2 separate regions of the Pan troglodytes genome follow, and region 2 is linked to region 1. The links are chromatin contacts, called in public HiChIP or PLAC-seq maps. All regions are on one chromosome and are shown on one strand. Each heading gives the region's core, a stretch centred on a gene start, on an enhancer-like site or on the middle of the called end of the contact. The rest is flanking DNA. Distances are from core to core; before and after follow the strand shown. Region 1 holds the start of SPRYD7 (SPRY domain containing 7). Region 2 holds the start of LOC745092.

Region 1 (3,798 bases), core at 136-2,635:
TAACTTAATTTCAACGTACAAAACTTTCCCTTAGTATTGTAATGAAAACACCATTTATAGAAAGAGAACCAGGAACCTGAAAAATTCCCCTCATTGCATAGATAGAAATCCTCCTTAAAAAACATTTATAACTCGGGTCACTAAAACTTACGTATGGGAAATCATTATTTAAGTAGTGGGCATTTTATGTCCAGTTTCCCAGGACTTGATGATCCATCCCTAGGGAAGCTTTCAGGATGAAACTGATCTGGGAACAGAGGTTTGAGCTAGGTTAATTCTAGAGGTCGTCCCAGACATTTCCAGATGCCAAGCGGTATCTTTTTTTTTTTTTTTTTTTTTTTTTTTTGGAGACAAGAGTCTCTGTTGCCCAGGCTGGAGCGCAGTGGCACGATCTAGGCTCACTGTAACCTCCGCCTCCCGGGTTTAAGCGATTCTCGTGCCACAACCTCCTGAGTGGCTGGGATTACAGGCGTGCACCACCGCACCCGGCTAATTTTTGTATTTTTAGTAGAGACGGGGTTTCACCATGTTGGCCATCCTGGTCTTGAACTCCTGACCTCAGGTGATCCGCCCACCTCAGCCTCCCAAAGTGCTGGGATTACAGGCGTGAGCCACCGCACCCGGCCTGAAGATGTAAAATCTACCACGGAAGGATGATCTAAGTGGGGAAGGAGATGACAGGTGACAGCCTCCCGTGTGGAAGCAGAAAGTAGCGGACGGTAGGAGCCGAAGGCTTCCCTCGGGACCCAGCAGACTTCCCGCAGCCTCCTGGGTTCCCGTCACATTCCTCGGAACCCTCAGTGCACCAGACAGGGGGAGCTTGGAAGAGGCAGGTCAAGAATAGCCCCCGACCCCGCCCCAGCGTTCTGCTCCCAGGGCGGCCTCCCACGCGCCCCGGACCACGCAGCCCGATGGGCCAGGTAGGGCGCGTCTCTACACCGAAAATGCATTAGGGCCCGCGTGAGCCCCGGTGAACATCCACAGTGCAGTCACTAACAGGCATTACTCCTGGGGCCCACGTGAGTCTATTTAGCATGTGAGGGAAACCAGCCACGGCAGGGAGACTGGGGCTCTCCGTAGTGGCAAAGCCTGCTCAACCTGGGCCCGCGGAGGGAAAACTCGGAAGTCATTTCCATTAGCTCCCCTTCCCCCAAACTGATTCGCTTCTGTCAATCCATCCCTAGAAATAATGTCAAGGCCGGGACTAAGGGGTGCTGCGTTTTAAAAATTCTGCGTAGGAAAACCCCTGGAAGTACTGAGGGACAGACAGCCCCACTCACCTGTCAGCGCTGGGGGCGTGCGCGAAACCGCCCAAGGAGGAAAAAACCAGCTGGTGCGCAGGCGCACGCCGTCCCACATCCGCAGGCCCGCAACGCCACGCCCCCTGCCACGCCTCCGCGCGCCACTAGCCCCACCCGTCTCCCCGGCCCAGCCCCGCCGCTCGCCCTGTCCGGTGTCTCCCCGGCCCCTTGATTCTCCGCGTCTTCCTCGCAGGCCAGCCTAACCTCAGCCTGCATTGCGCCCTCCCGGCCTAGGGTGTCGCTGTACCGGCCTCCGAGCTCCACATAGACAAGTCCGGACCTCGGGCGGGGGCAGGAGACGGAGCTGAGCGGCGGGGGGCAGTGTCGCCTCGGTCTAGGGACGGCGGCGGAGTCGGTGGTCCCTGCGCGATGGCCACCTCGGTGTTGTGCTGCCTGCGGTGCTGCAGAGACGGCGGGACTGGCCACATCCCTCTGAAGGAGATGCCGGCCGTGCAGCTGGACACGCAGCACATGGGTAAGGGCCCTCCCTTCCCCAGACCCAACGGCTCACGGGGGCCGGGCGCGGCGGGCAGGGGGACCTGCAGGGTCAGAGGGTCCCCACGCTGCCCCGCCGCGCCGGCGACGCTGCGCCGACACCATTTCGTCTCGCAGATCTCTCCAGAAGCCGGCGGACTCCACCTGGGCCCGGTTCTGTGTTCAAGGCTGCGCAGCCCTCTCTGTGTCTGTCATCGCGAGTGGGCGTGTGGACCTCCCATTTTCACAGGAATCTCGGAGGCTTCCTCCGGAGATGTCACACGTCCTCGGGCGAGGGGGCGGAGAGTGCCCTTCTGGCGCGCCCCAGTGAAAACCTACACATTTTCAGAATGCTTCTAGGTCTGGTCTTGCTCCTCCTCCTGCCCTGACTGTCGGTCCTGTCTCTTGAGCCCCATCATTTATAGGTTGAATCCTATATTATTGGAAGTAATTTTCCTCTCACCTCCTAAAGTCGAAACAAGGCAGACTGCAGAAGTCTGAAGTCGCACCTCAGGTCAGAACTTGCCATTTCAACTAAAACCTCCCATTGCCCGACTCCTTAGTCATTGTGAGAGGTACTGTAATTTCATCTGACTGGCCTCTTCCCAACAGGTCTAACTGTTGAAAAATAAAATAGCACTTTGCTCCTTTGCATCTTGCTTTATCCTTTTAATTCCAAATCCATATAATTTATCTAACATTCTTCCTCTCCCATCATAGCCTCTTTCACCACCTTATTATTTCTTAGACTTTTCCCAGGTAGTTTCATGCTTCTGGAATGTGGTTCTAGAAGGAGAGATTTCCCAATATAATTATTTCAGTTAGAGTACTGTCTTTTTGTGGATTATTTTATTCTAACTGTACTTCTGCACTTTTGATTTTTTACACATTTCTGATTGTTTAAAGGACAGTGCATTGAAATAAAAAGGCACTTCTTAATATTTATGATAAAACTCTCTCGCCCAGTTTCCTTATAATTCTGGAAACACTCTGCCCACTATATTTTTGTATAACACATACTAAATGTGATAACTATATAATCACCTTGTATGTGTGTATTTACTTTTAATTCTCAGATCTCCCAAATGTAGTACAGAACCTTAATACATAAGTGATCTTTAAATTATTTTTTATCCATCATTATTTATAGACGATGGAGTTCAAATCCTATAGTTTTCCTCAGAAAATATTTCCATTTCAGTTACTCATTTACTGAAGTGATATTTATTAAGCAATTATCAGGTGGCAGGCATTGTTATAAGTGCTGAGAATATAGTGAAGGACAACCATACATAGTTCCTGGAACTCATGATCAACTGCAGCACTTCTTCCTATCTTTACTGTTAGACTCTTGAATTACTGCAGTCTCCTCTTTGGAGCATTCCTTTTCTCTGTCATCTGTTTCCTCTAGGAAGAGCTGGTCAGATATACTCATTCCACTGTGTTTTATTTCTCCAAAGCTGTCCAGCAACTGTCAGCTACTAACTGGATGAAATAGAGTAATGTCATCTCCAAATTTTCTAACTGCATGGAAGTTTTTTCTTCTTCTTTTCTTTCTTTTTTTTTTTTTTGAGACGGAGTTTCACTATTGTTGCCCAGGCTGGAGTGCTGTGGCACAATCTCCACTCACTGCAACCTCCACCTCCCGGGTTCAAGCAATTCTTCTGCCTCAGCCTCTTGAGTAGCTGGGATTACAGGCGCCCACCATCAAGCCCGGCTAATTTTTGTATTTTTAGTAGAGGCAGGGTTTCACCATGTTGGTCAGGGTGGTCTCGAACTGACCTCGTGATCTGCCTGCCTCTCAGCCTCCCAAAGTGCTGGGATTACAGGCGTGAGCCACCGCGCCCGGCCAGGAAGTTTTTTCTTAGCCTGTCTTTCTATAAACTTAAATTATTCAATCACAGAGGAGCCTGATTTGAGAACCTGAATAAAATGAAAGAAAAGGGTTGTTGAGTTAGAAGAACATGTTTCAAGCATGAATTGATCTTGACTTGAAAATAGAAACACATGGATTTGGTGGTGT
Region 2 (4,105 bases), core at 690-3,189, 150 kb before region 1:
TTTACTAATATGCCAAGCACTGTTGAAATTCCTTTAATATGTTAGCTCATTTACATCCTTACAACAGTCCAATGAGGTATTAATAGTACTTGTTTTACAAAAGGTCCAACAGATAATTTACCCAACAAGGCACAGCTAGTAAGTAGTGGAGCTGGGATTCACCCAGGCAGCTCGGTTCCAGAGTCGGCCCACTTAAGTAGTGCAAAAAAGTACCAGAGATTAAGTAGTGTATTTATACTACTCTGCCACGTTACTTCTTGCTGATCTCAAATTGCTAAAATCCATTTCTTTTCCAAGACACTTAAATAATGCAAACCATGCTACCCTTCTCCCACTTCCTTATTAGTACTTCAGGCACTTTCATATCTACTCTCTTATTTAACATTCACAATGAAGGTTTTAAAATATTTACAACTTTATAGGGCTCCGCGCGGTGGCTCACGCCTGTAATCCCAACATTTTGGGAGGCCGAGGCGGGCGGATCGCGAGGTCAAGAGATCGAGACCCTTCTGGCCAACATGGTGAAACCCCGTCTCTATTAAAAGTACAAAAATTAGCTGGGCGTGGTGGCGCTTGCCTGTAGTCCCAGCTACTCGGGAGTCTGAGGCAGGAGAATTGCTTGAACCCGGGAGGTGGAGGCTGCAGTGAGCCTAGATCGCGCCTGGCGACAGAGCGAGACTCCGTCTCAAAAAAAAAAAAATTACAACTTTATTATCGTTAATTGTCCTATCAGAGTGCCCATTTTTTTTGAAGGTAGACAGGTTTGCCTAGATATGGTGCTTCTACTTACCAGTTCTAAGACTTTGGGGCAGATTTCTTAATCTGAGCCTCAGGTGTCCTCATCTGTAAAGTGAAGATAATACCTACTTCATAAGGCTGTTGTGAGCAATAAACACGATTAATTCGTAAATCATTTATTTAGCACAGTGCCCAGCACACAGTACACAGTCAATACGTGGTAGCTGTCAGTTTACCAACGTGTTGCACAACAGAAACTCGTCTTTGCTGGATTCAGTTCACTTATCACGCCATTAAAAAGAAAATCATCCTAAGCGACACAGAAAAACTGCCCATTCCTATCTCAAAAAGTTTATGAACAAGTTAAGACGGTAAGAGAAACTGAATTCAATGAAAGCGTCTTCGCAACAGGCAGCTTAGGACCGGGAAGAAGGGCTTCAGCAAACTTAATCATTAACTCTAGGCAGGCGCGCGCGCACACACACACACACCGTTGAAGAAGGAGACCACGCCTCCTGTGTGGGCTCAGGTTGAATCGTACAGCGTGGTAGAGAACTCCAGGGCTGCTGAATCTGACAGATGTGGATTCATCCACTTCTGTGCCACCTGTGCTGTCTTGGGCAAATTACTTAACGTCTCTGAGCCTAGGTTTCCTGGTCTTCAAAACGAGAACAGTAATAGTTCCTACCTGGTAAAGTTGTTCCGAGGCTGAAGTGCGATAACCCCTGTAAAGCGCTGGAGAACGGCAAGAGCTCTACAAGCCGGCAGGGCGGTTTTAAATGCACGTGTATCCATATACAAGGTCTCATTGATACATTCCGTTGTTTGGAGTTTAGACACTGGCTGTAAGACGTTTTTCTTTTCTCCTAAGCTGGACCCGTATTTGTTTACCTCCAACGTAGACTAAATGCCTGTGGGCTGGTAGCTATAAGAGGACCCCTCGGCCCCACAGCCTCTAAGTTCACTTCACCTCCGCGGCTTTGCAAAAGCGCTACACGCACGCGCAAGAAGCAAGAGGACTGCAACCGAAGAAGCAAAGGGAGAGCCGTGCACCACGATGATTCTGCGCATGTGCCTGGCGGGAGGAGGGGGGGGGAAGGGTTGGAGTTTGCGCATGCGTAAAAATGTCGGGAAAGCAAGAGAAGGGGGGTTAAGAGGCGGTATTGACAGCTGTGGAGGCAGCCCGCGTTCCCGGCATTCCCCGGGGCGGCGGGGTTGGCTCTAACGAATTTGAATGAGGAGCCTCAGCGCTTTCGGCGCCATTTTCGAGTGATGCCTGATCTCATCAATCTAGCGGGAGAGACAGGATAACCTGTCCGAGAGTATAGCGCCACTATGACTCCGCCGGAAAAATTACTTTAAAAATCGCCAAAAATTACTTGGAGCAAAGGGCAGTCGGCGGAGCTTCGCCAAGGCTGGCGCAGTCGGTAAGAGCCTGAAGAAGTAGCAGAGCGGGACTCGGGAGGTGGCAGTGGTGGGACCCGCAGGCAGTGGGGGGTGCAGGGAGTGGGCGCGGGGTCTACTCTCACTTAATCGCGAAACATCCGAGGAAGTAGGGTTAGGGGCAACTTGGGCGTCTGCGAGTGGGCGGCGGCGGGCGGAATGTGGCGGGAGCGCGGAGAGACGGGGCTGTGGGGGGAGGGGAGCTGCAGTTTGAGCGGGACGCGGACCGGCTGCGGCGGAGCAGCCGCCGCCCAGCGGATCTGTCAGCAAGACCCCCCGCCCGGGACCGGAGCCGGGGACGGCGCACTGCGGGGTCTCTGCAGGCGGCCGCTCCTTGACAGGAGGACTGGACGCGCGCCCCTCCCCCATTTCCGAACCGGGCCGCCTTTTCTCGCCGTTTTCTCGACCCGGTGATGGCCGTCATCTCGTGACAAGAAACTTAAGGTCGACAGAAAATTCAGGACCCGGAGTCATGGGTCCCTCCGGTGGGTCGTGGCAACAGTCCCCCCCGCCACCGCCCGGCACCCATCTATCTATATTGTCTTTTGACGCTGAAGCGTGAGGTGCCCCAGGAATGAGAGTTTCCCAAGCCCTGGCTGCCCTCCCCCGGCGCGCTGGGTCCCCGTGAGGTCTCTAGGTAGGTAGGACTGGCCGCGGCTCGCGCTTCCAAGATGGGGCAGGGGCAGGGGCAGGCTTTTGAGGTTGTAGCGGGCTCTTAGGAAAGATGCTGGACTTTAGCTTCTTTCTGGGGATTTTTGTCATTTGCTCTCGCAGCGTTGTCCTTTCTCAAAGGGGAGGAGTGTTCACGGGTGAGATGAAAGATGGGGCTTCGAGCTAACGATTTCCTTCTCGTGGCTATTTCCTCCGAGTCGCACTTTCTTAGAAGACTTTTTTCTTCCCCGGTGTTTGAAACATGTCGCAAGGAAAAAAGCAATCTGTGAAACTGTTAATGTTTTCCTCCCCCAAAAGTCTTTACCCGGACAACTTAACGGTAATTTTGCGATCCCCACCTTTTCTTGACGCTGAGGAGGAGGGACGAGAGTTGTTATTTGTCTTTCCCTTCGGTGATTTTTTTCCCCCCTTAGCTGGTGGTTTCTATCAATTCTTACTCCACAGCTCTTGAGTGATGTGAGCCAGTGACGGCATTAACTTTAGGTAATACTTTTATGGCCTTTGTAAAAATCCCGCGTTAAGGATGTATTAGATCTTGAGTTCTTTTCCGCGCTGGAGGCACCACTAGATTAACCCTTTGCCGGTGTATTGCGTGTGGGGCGCACGGCTCTGGGTTGCAAATATTCCGGAGATGATTTTTGCAGCAGCTATTCTGTTCAATTGTTCGCAAAGAGGAATAACGCTTCCTGGGAACCGCAGTGACACGCTTCTTTAGGACTGCCTGCCTACAGAGTTTTTCCCCGTGGAATTGATATAACGATTGATTTATTTCTTATATTCTATGAAGACTAGGGGACCCGCCCTCGCTTAGAATGTTTCCCGGAGGAGAATAGAAGAGTGCAATGTGATGTTTTTCAAATTGTGTCTAACGGAGCTCCCTAAACTCTGGACTTGTTACCCCCTGATTGGCTGGAAGGAAGCGGGCCTGGGGGGTTTGAATGTTGAACGCTAAACTATAATTCTCGACTTTACGAAAAATTATACTTTTAGCCAGAGAACCACGGAAATAGCTACGAAACGTTAGGACGAGAGTTTAGAAAAAAAGTTGGTTTTTAATAGTTTTTTTTCCTCTCAGAAAGGATTTTCGTGTGGTTCTCAAATGTATATTAAAAGTAAAACTGAAGAGGCTGTTTTCGCAAAATTATGTTTCTGCTGGTTGAAATTACAAGACTTTTATATATTTGTCACTGTTCTTTATTGGTTAAAAACTGAGTGAAAAATTTAGTTTTTTTCCTTTGATAGGAATTTTTCA

What was found. HiChIP or PLAC-seq counts read pairs in DNA pulled down with a chosen protein or histone mark.
Region 2: a contact with region 1 is called in an H3K4me3 HiChIP or PLAC-seq map of stem cell-derived excitatory neurons, with 2.2 times the contacts expected there. The contact joins the promoter of LOC745092 here to the promoter of SPRYD7 in region 1. A contact is called at or near these places in 1 of 7 Hi-C or Micro-C datasets (stem cell-derived neural progenitor cells) and 1 of 1 datasets of contacts at active chromatin or transcription factors (stem cell-derived excitatory neurons).

The regions. Positions count from the first base shown.
Region 1 is chr14:55,527,562-55,531,359 of NHGRI_mPanTro3-v2.0_pri, reverse strand. SPRYD7 (SPRY domain containing 7) reads left to right here and starts at 1,385. Exons shown (of 5, transcript XM_522757.6): 1 at 1,385-1,776. The coding sequence starts at 1,671.
Region 2 is chr14:55,673,460-55,677,564 of NHGRI_mPanTro3-v2.0_pri, reverse strand. LOC745092 reads left to right here and starts at 1,939. Exons shown (of 11, transcript XM_063792558.1): 1 at 1,939-2,165. It overlaps LOC134808198 (a long non-coding RNA gene), which reads right to left and starts at 1,561. Exons shown (of 3, transcript XR_010150736.1): 1 at 1,427-1,561; 2 at 791-843.